2 separate regions of the Mus musculus genome follow, and region 1 is linked to region 2. Evidence: chromatin contacts called from public HiChIP or PLAC-seq data. All regions are on one chromosome and are shown on one strand. The core of a region is the stretch at or near the end of the contact, and the rest is flanking DNA. Distances in the headings are between cores, read along the strand shown.

Region 1 (4,567 bases), core at 1,348-3,847, 140 kb before region 2:
TTAGCCACGCTACTGAGATCTTCCACACAGTTTCCCAGAACTCAGGATACCTTAGATTCTTACATATGTGTAATGTCAGTTGTTGCAGTTCCCTGGTAGCATGAGCCACTATGCTGTACTTTCTGCCAGAAAGCACTAAGCAGCTCACTGTGAGGACTAGGTTGAGGTGTGGGGACAGAGTAGTGCCTGGCCTGGGCCGGGTCTCATACCCAGCCAACAGGAGGTGGCTGTCAGACTCTGCAGGGCTGTCCCAGACCCTTGTACCCCGCACTTTCCTCAGTAGGTACAGCATACCATCCTGTATGGAGAGGAATCTTTTGCTGTCTTTTTATACAGATCTAGAAAGAGAACAGTAAGATTCTCCAACTGAAACAAAAAAAAAAAAAAAAAAAAAACAAAGCAATCCCAGTTCATAAAAAAAAGCAAGAGAAATAAGTATTGATGAGAAGGAGGTCAGACTAGATGAACAGACACAAAATTCCCCGGGAACATAATCATTTCCTGGAATTTTTTTTTCCTACAAAATTAAGCACCTGCGCCTACAGATGTGTATTATGAGGGCTCTCGGGCATAATTTCACAAAAGCTCAGAGACTAGGAATGTAACTTGTAAGTTCAGATTTCTTTGTAAAATGGTGTGCATTTTAATTAAAACAACCAAAAAGAGGTGTTTGTTCATCAAGTGGACACCCGGTCCTGTAGCTGTCAGTGCCATGGGCGGAGCACAGCTGGCCGTCACCTGCCTGCTGTCACTGCGGACAGGTTAGAGGTGTGCCAGGATTCAGACTTGGGGGCGGAGGGGTCTTTTATTGTTCTGCTGATCCTTTCAGATATCTACTAGAGAAATAGCTAGAAATTGCCGAATTAGATTTCTGATGGAAAAAACAGTTAGACATCTGATGTCCGCTATTAGGAAACCCTAGCTTAGTTCTTGAGACACACCCTCTGGGTGTCAGTAGAAGAAGGGTTTAAAAATCATCACAGTGTCCTAGAATTTAGTTTTTCAAAGTCTCATGCTTATGTCTACTGTTAAGTAACTAGTTTCAGAGTTCTTTCACCGACATCGAAGTGCTAATGCTTTTTGTGTTTTTCTCATTAAGATTCGAGATCTATTCACACAACTGGATATGGACCAGCTTTTGGGACCCGAGTGGGACCTTTACCTCATGACCATCATTGCACTGCTCTTGGGTACAGTCATAGCTTACAGGCAGCGACAGCACCAGGACATACCAGTTCCCAGGCCCCCAGGGCCACGGCCGGCTCCTCCCCAGCAGGAAGGACCACCAGAGCAGCAGCCACCACAGTAGCAGCCACACACTCACCTTGGTCGGTGACCACTGGGGAGCTGCTTGCTGAGAACGCTTGCATTTGATGTAGGGCTCTGGATGGTGGCACCGCCTGGAAGAGGCGTGAGGCGTGTTGAATCCCAGAAGCTGCTTAGAACCTGCTGCCTTCCTTTTCAGGGATGCGCGGCTCTCGGCAGAGCTGCAGTGAATGTTTGTTTCAGTGCCATACGGAATGACAACTCTCAGTGGCTTTCCTCTTTCCTTTTTCTTTCTTCGTTCTGCAAACATACACAAGACACTCGAGTCATGTCTACTGTACCCTGTCTTTCCTGAGAGACCTTTCGTCATCCTGTTGATGTGCATAACTTCTTACCTGTCTTCTAAGGTCCTGAGCATTGACAACCTGGGGAAACCCAGTTAGTTGCAAGTTTAACCCTAAAAACATGCTTAAGTCTGAGACTAGAACTTGCCATTAAGTCAAAAGCAAAACAAGCCAAGCAGGACGTCTTCAGGGTGTTTGGGAAATGCAGTAACTGGGAAATTTTACCAGTCTACATGCCAGGTCATATGTTCGGCACTCTTATTTTAAAAGGGATTATTGATCGGATTCCTGTACTGTGACTCTGACACTTCCTAGCAAACTTCTCTTCCTCAAAGACTGAAAGGCTTTGCTAAAGACTTCTTCGTGATGTCACATCCCTGCCATGGAGTAGAAGTCAAACTCAGTCAGCTGACTCCGTGCTCCCACAGAGGACTTTGCCCCAGCTACTCATGTGAGTTGCATATACAGAGCCCTAGTCCAGACGCCAGAGGATGATCTAAATGGAGAAATCAGAAAACAGCCTTAACCAACTTGAGGTGGGACCTGGGACATGCCCTCCCTCGGGTAGATTCGTTGCTTCCCGGATCTCATTTTACTTCACATTTCTTATGGCACAGAGAACAGACAACCCTCCCAAAGTCTTCAAATATGAAATGCTATTGTCAAGATTGGCAGGTGGTGACTTCCTTTGTAATACTAAAATACTAAAATACTCAGACAATGGAGGATGGGTTAGACCCAATGCATGGCAAAACCAAAGGCCTGGGTGCACCGTTGTGTATGCTGCGGGAGCTTTTTATTTCTGACGGTTTGATGTGGCTGTAGAAAGTCAGCCACTGAGTAGCTGTTGTGTTATCGCCCTTCTGTTGTAAACATTAGGAAATTAAAGCAGTTACACCCAGCATTGCCTGCTTCAGTAAGAGGCGAAAACAACGACTGAGAGCTTCACATAATCACCCCAAAGCCCAAGCTGAATTTGTGGTCTGTGTAATCAGATCTGTGGATGGTAGCGTTGGGTAGCCAGCACCCCATGGGAGCTCACGCCCCTGTTCATTATCGCCTTTCCATTGTTTTCTGTAATCCTTGTCTGCAATGAAACGACTTTATCACTTGTGGAGTTTGGAAAGCTTTGAGTTTGAATGTTGGGATTGTCATGAGAATTCAATGTAGTTCATCTGTATTGAACATGAAGGCTTTAAGTGTGAAGTTGTGTACATTTGTGTGTGCTCACAGTATTATGGGAAACCCAGGAAGCAAAAATTTTCCTCGAAGATATTTGCCTCCAAATTTGAAGACATGGCCACAGAGAGGCAGATCTTTGAGAGGCAGCCAGCATTCCTCTCAAAAATGTAATGTTGCTTTGGGCTTGTAAATAGTAAGGCTCATTTGGTGTCCTGTGCTGAAAGACTAGATTGTGAGCGGTGCAGTAAACAGGGTCCTTAGCCCTGCCTCCTCTCCCAGCCCCTCCCTCAGCCCAGGAAAGGAAATACGCTACGGCCCGGCCCGTCTCTGCCGTCTCTCTTCCTTTAGAAGGCAGGTTTTACATGATTCACAGGAACTGGGCACAGTGGTGTGTAGCTGCAGTCTCCTGTCACTCACAGTAGGCTGGGGGGTTAAGACCAGCTTAGGCAATACAACAAGACCCAGTCTCTACAAATAAATAAATAAAAAGATGGGAAACTCTAAGATGCCACTGGCTTCTGTGGTTTTCCTGTGCCATCCACCTCAGGCCTCCTTGGATGGCAGCAGTTTTGCCTCCATCTTTACTTCCCACAGAAAGTACTTGAAGAAAATATCTCTTAAAATAGCATACACTACCTAAGGCTGGACGGGACAGTCTAGGTTTGTTCTTCATGTAGCAGACTTGCCCCTTGCTGTCCTTTTACGAACGGTCACTACAGCAGATGCCCTTCCCGAGACTTTTACCCTCTGTTTCCAGCCTGCGGCGTCTACTGCGAGAACTCAGTTCTCGCTGCTGCTTTCCTAGATGATCTCAAGCGCTTTGCTCTGTTCTCTTACCTAGAGTCTGTGGGACGTGGGACCGAAGCAAATAGGCACTGGGTTCGGTGGTTCTCTTAAAAATAATGCACAGTACTTACTAATGGCATCCATTTGAATAAAGTGGCAATAAAGCTAGTTGATGTCAGTGACATTAAGCCAACTCCAGGATTCGGGAGTTTTAGCATTAGGATTTAGATTTACCAGCTAGAGCGTGGCTTCCTTCCTCCCTGTAGCCCATCCCTACTGCTGCCTTTCGTGGTCTGTCTCGCAGGTCTGTCTTGCGGCCTACCAAGGCTCTCTGACGAGCCTCTGTTCTCCTGCGCCCCGCCCCGTTGGGCAACCAGCTACATCAGAGTCTAGAGAACACAAATTTTACTTCTGTGGCGGTGTACAAAAGTGGAGTTTTTGTTTTTGAAGTTTTTGTTTCTGATTTCTGGGTTTTCTTAGTTACTAGCCGATAATACAGAAAAAGGTCTGACAGGGGCTTTATTTTCCCCCAAATTTATTAATACCTAAACTAGATTAATGTAAAAGTACAAGTCCTAAATCTTGGTACTCCTGAAGGCTTGTAGTTCTTCTGAAGATATATATAGATAGATAGATTAACTTCTGAACATATTACCACTCACCATCTCTACCTTGGAGAAGCGTTAGAACCCTGCTCCAGGGGTCTGGTGAGGAGCGGGTGGCTGGGGGTTCTCTACACAGAATTTGGTTTCGTCTGGCTGCTTGGTTGGGTTTTCTCTCTCTCCTCTGCTCCCCAGGTTTGCTCTCTGGTGCTTAGGAGCAGCCATGGCAGCCTCCACATGCAGACCTCAACCCCTTGTGTGTGTGGCATTTGCAACCAGTGACCAACCACATCTGCAAAACACGCAAGAAGATACGCAAGAAGTAACCGGAACAAAGGAAAACTATTTTATGCAAAAAAAAAAAAAAAAAAACTATTTTCATCAGTT
Region 2 (4,952 bases), core at 1,534-4,033:
GATCCCAGCAATAAGGACTATGGCCAGTACAGTCATGGGTATACATGGAGACCATCCAGGAAAGAAGATGTGAGTTAAGGAACCAGTAGGCCTCTTTGGTTACAAGCAACAAAAATAAATATTGGCCAACGAGAAATTTGTGGGAGAGCCAAGCTCAGAAAGGGGCAAGAGCCCACACAGCTCTGTCCCCTCGGCAGGAGCCTGTAGATGGTTCCTTCTGAGTGTCACCCTCTCGATGAATGAACATCATGCATTTTTATTTCCATGAAAAAAAAAATGTACATGAGGCAGTTCCCAGGAAAAGAGCTTTATAGTAGACAATGCTCCCAAGTTTCTTTCTTCTTCTTCTTTTTTTTTTTTTTTTTTTTTTTGGTTTTTTTCGAGACAGGGTTTCTCTGTGTAGCCCTGGCTGTCCTGGAACTCACTTTGTAGACCAGGCTGGCCTCAAACTCAGAAATCCGCCTGCCTCTGCCTCCCAAGTACTGGGATTAAAGGCATGTGCCACCATGTGCCACCATGCCCGGCTCATCAGGCTTTCTAATAAAATGTCTTCCAAATGATTCTTAAATAAGACTCATAAAGCACTAACCATTAAAGGAAAATACTTCATAAATTACCTCACTTTTGAATTTAAAGTGTCTGTTAATTAAAAGCCATCCTATTACAAAAAATAAAAGCAAACCACTATATAGGAAGAAATGTTGCCAACAGGCATATCTGGCAGACCACTCACATGCAGAACATAAATTAACTTTGGGAGTCAGCAGAAACATGGTAAACAGCAAACAAAGGCCTTATAAAGATAATGTCATGGGCTGGCAAGATGGCTCAGTAGGAAAAGGTGCTCGTCATATAAGCCTGGTGACCCGAGTTCAATCCCCAGGCCCCACGAAAAGGGGGAAGGAGAGAACCATATGAACTCCCCAGAACTGTCCACAGTTCCACAGAGCTGTCCTGTGACCTCCACATGCATACTGTGGGGTGCCTGCCCCACAGCCATACACTCTCACCATAATAATAAATATTCTTTTCAGAAGTACTTCATAAAAGAGGATAGCCAAATAGCCAGTAAAACATGCACCACGGTGCTAGGCAAGCCTCCTTAGTTACCAATGGAAGCCAAGTAACTCTACCATAAAACAGAGTGCCTAGACAGCATCACAGTTCAAGTGAGTGTCAGGCAGTACTGCCTGTTAGCAAAGATAAAGACCAACAGAACATGTAGACACTGTGTGGAAGCCTAAGTGAATGCAGTGAGTTTGCGTGCTGGATGATGGAATAGTCCTGTTTAGTATACTCAATGCATCTTCGTGTGTACCCAAGTATGTACAAGAGTGTGCAGTGGGGCACCAGCTATAATTGCCCAAATGCAGAAAATATCAAATATCTGTAAACATTCCAAGGGATAAACTGTCGCATTGGTGCATTTGAACACAATGCAGAAATGTTCAAATAGCACATATGGTGTTAGTAGTCATGGTAGTGATTATGAGAAGGGGAGGTCGGTAGGAGGAATGGGGGCATAAAGTGAAGTCACCATGGGTTCTGGCTGTGTTCTGGCTTTGGATCAGTTTACAAACAAATCCAAACAAACAGTTTTGAAAAAATGCATCAAGCTTTAAACACAGACAGGATTTCTGTTCTTTTCCGTGTGCTTGGTGTTTTAATAAAATGTTTACAAAAAAGAAAAGCTAGGCATGGCGCTATAGGTAGGTAATTCCAACCCTTGGGAGGTTAAGTAAGGCAGGATGGTAGCCCGGGCTTGACAATTAGAGATGAGTCAAGTGACGGACAGTTGCCTCTAGAAGAAAGCACTGGCAAACTCCAGATTAATCACATCAATAAGAAAAATAGGAATTTGGGGCTTGAGAGATTGATTGTTCAGTAGCTAAGACCATCTGCTGCTCTTGGAGAGGACTCGAGTTTGGCTCCCAGCACCCAAGTTTGGAAGCTGACAACCACCTCTCCAATTCCAGGGAATGAAAATGCCCTCCAGCCTCCAAGAGCATCTGCACTCACGGTGCACAGAAACTCTCGAAGACACACCACACACACACACACACACACACACACACACACACACACAGAGAGAGAGACAGAGAGAGAGAGAGAGAGAGAGAGAGAAAGAGACAGAGAGAGAGACAGGGACAGAGAGAGACAGAGAGAGACAGAGACAGAGAGACTAAATTAATCTTTTTAAAAAAAAATAGAAAAATACAAATTTAACACAAGGAGTAGTTACTACGGGTTAAACTGCTCTGAATAAAACTGATGGAGCGCTTATAGAAGTAGGTTAGTAGGTTAGTGTTCCCCCATCAGGTGACTGACTGAACTGGAGGGAAGCACCCGGGCTCCTGTTTCTCACAGAGGTGCTGGGGACATGCACGTGTACAGTCCTGAGTATCTCTAAGCACCTGTCTCTGAATGTTCTACCTCAAGTCAATGAAGAGGACGGTTTAGAAACAGATTAGAAACTTCTCGTCCAAAGACAAGTTGCCTAAGCTATTGTTTTCCCTCCCCTGTAGACCGTGAACCCTCCCGTCGTGGTCTAAAGGAGGAGTTGAGGCAGAGCACTGTAGGAGTCCGTGTTACCTCATCAGCTCACAGGGGACACTGACAAACTGGGACAGATTTTTCCCCTGTTGATATTTGAAGCCTCTCCTGGGGCTTCCCCGTGGCGTGACGTCGTGTCATTGTGAATGTCACAGTGTGTTGGTTTTGGTGGCTTGGTAACTCAAGCACTGGGGCAAAGGGCACTTCTGCTTATCTGTATCACAGTGTGAGGCTTGTCCCCACACCAACACGCCATGGCTTCCTTCTCCAGTGTTTACTCAGGCGCACCTGCAAGTGAGCCCAGAGCCTGAGCCAGTACATATTTTCTGGGTGCCAGGCAATATCGTAGATTATAATAATGATGAATAAAAACAGCATAAAGATGGAAAAAAGATAAAAATGAAATGTTAGAGCCTTTACCTTCAAATTGTTTTTAGTCTGGAAACGAAGTGCGTGTGTTTCTTCTGAGAGCTGCAGTTTTCCTTTTCTCCTTTTTCTCTCCACAACCTCTGCTCAGTACATATCATCTCACCCTCACATCTCATCTATGCCTCCTCTCAGAATAGCATTCCATATAAGCAGGCTAAAAGCCATTTGACCCAGTATGTCTCCAACAGAAGCCATGAGCTCATAATCTATATCTTCTTGTTCCCACTCACTCAGAGAGCCACTCCTGACAGTGTGTGCTTTTAGTTATAATTTGCAGAAAGTGGTGTTTATTAGCTGCCCCTTCTGTGCCGGGCACTAGCCAAGCACTGGTCCACATTATCTCCAGCTGTTACCACATCCTACAAGGCATCATTTTCTAAGTGGGGGCCCTTTGGTTAAGCCACACAAGCTTTCCTCACACACAGCCTGTTCTTGGCACAATACAAGGCCCCATTCTCTTCCGTGTCTCCTGTACCTCACAGAGCTATGTGAGGTATTTGCTCGGGTGATTCAATCATGGAAACGCCCATCTGCCATCAGTTTGTCAGCTGCACATAAGCAGAACTATGTGCTTGGCGGAGGTTGGCACCGTGGCCATTAAGCTACGTGGTTGACAGAGGTTGGCAAGGTGATCATTAAGCTATGTGGTTGGCAGAGGTTGGCAGAGGTTGGCAACATGGGCATTGGCATTGTGGGCATGTTCCTTGTTCTTGTTTGACTAGGAGGTCAGTAAAGACACTTGCTTATAGATTCTGAGCTCATATTTTAGAAACACTTAAGAATTCAGCAGTAGTAGCCTGCTATGCTATCATAGGTGCACCACGCCAATGCTGCTGCTATCTATATTAAAATCTTAGGTGCACTTGAGCCTCCGAGGAAGAACCCTCCTGTACCGAGAAAGCTGTGCTATTTTGGTCCTACCTCACTAGGCTGGCTCCCTCTGAATGACTTGATACCTGCTGCTAGCTTCAGTTCTCAACACGTGCAGATGGGTATCCCATGCTGGTTAAGATGAGTCTTGCTGTGAGCTGGTAGACAAACGCTTCCGAATGGATACTAAGGGGGCATCTGCTGCTCTCTCGTGTCCTATTCTACTCTCTCATAAGCCACTCAGATTCAGACAGCTGCTGCTCAGTCCGCAGGGCTGTGCCAGAGGTTAGGGCTCAAGCCCTATTCGGTTGAGCAGGACATCTCAAAGCTGGCAAATCACTGTTGATTTCTGTTGATTTCCTGGCTGATACTCTCGTAACAGTGAGGTTGAGACGGGCTCTTCTCTAACGTCTCCTTGGCCGAGCATGCCAATGTGTACTGTAACCAAGTTGTAGATCAGGACTTAACTCTGCTTGCAGGGCTACCAACCTCTAAAGAGCAGGTTTGGAGTTCACAGTGACTTTCCCAGTGGTGACTTTCTAAGTCTGCCTTCCAGATTCTGGGGGTTTAGCCACCTGATGCCATTGGGCTTTTGTGATGTAATGTGGACATCGCTCTCACACTTGGCTTTGGGAGGTATGAGGAATGGAGACAGGCGTTAAGCTTTTATTTAGAGCGGCTGCACTTTGCTTTTGTAGACTAGGAACTCCTTCTTTAGAGAGCCATAAGTCCTTTATTGCTCACTTCCTCTTCCCCAAAGGGAAGTGTCTCTTCCTTGCTGGCAGTTCCAGTGGGTTTTGTCCATGGCTCTAATGTCCCCACCATGGGGCCAAAGTCACAGCCCTGTCCAAATAACATTACTATTTTTTCCTTTTTAATGATACACTCCTGGATAGATAGATCATTTTCTCCATATATTGAAATGATCTCAATATTTAATATATATTACAATGAACATCTTTTTTTGTTTTTGTTTTTGTTTTGTTTTGTTTTTTCTTTTTCAAGACATGATTTCTCTATATAGCCCTGGCTATTCTGGGACTCGCTCTGTAGACCAGGCTAGACTGGAACTCAGAGATCCACTTGGCTCTGTCTCCATA

The links. HiChIP or PLAC-seq counts read pairs in DNA pulled down with a chosen protein or histone mark.
Region 1: a contact with region 2 is called in an H3K27ac HiChIP or PLAC-seq map of extraembryonic endoderm stem cells. The contact joins two enhancer-like sites. A contact is called at or near these places in 19 of 39 promoter capture datasets (the 3T3-L1 cell line, 3T3-L1-derived adipocytes, the C10 cell line and 11 more), 26 of 484 Hi-C or Micro-C datasets (3T3-L1-derived adipocytes, 8-cell embryo, the Ba/F3 cell line and 20 more), 7 of 115 datasets of contacts at active chromatin or transcription factors (CD8 T cells, Th17 cells, embryonic basal ganglia and 4 more) and 2 of 9 other capture datasets (adipose tissue and liver).

Annotation. Positions count from the first base shown.
Region 1 is chr12:91,806,586-91,811,152 of GRCm38.p6, reverse strand. Sel1l (sel-1 suppressor of lin-12-like (C. elegans)) reads left to right here. Exons shown (of 21, transcript NM_001039089.1): 21 at 1,100-4,567. The coding sequence ends at 1,309. Among named protein-coding and RNA genes, the nearest start is that of Ston2, 22 kb to the right of the region's middle. Within about 2 kb of position 2,597, at least 5 of the 459 cell types and tissues checked have an H3K27ac peak or open chromatin away from gene starts, as enhancers often do. A contact at or near this core is called in extraembryonic endoderm stem cells, where this site is marked.
Region 2 is chr12:91,666,457-91,671,408 of GRCm38.p6, reverse strand. The region is part of intron 4 of Ston2 (stonin 2); the gene reads left to right. It also overlaps the pseudogene Gm51993. Among named protein-coding and RNA genes, the nearest start is that of Gm16876, 13 kb to the left of the region's middle. Within about 2 kb of position 2,783, at least 137 of the 459 cell types and tissues checked have an H3K27ac peak or open chromatin away from gene starts, as enhancers often do. A contact at or near this core is called in extraembryonic endoderm stem cells, where this site is marked.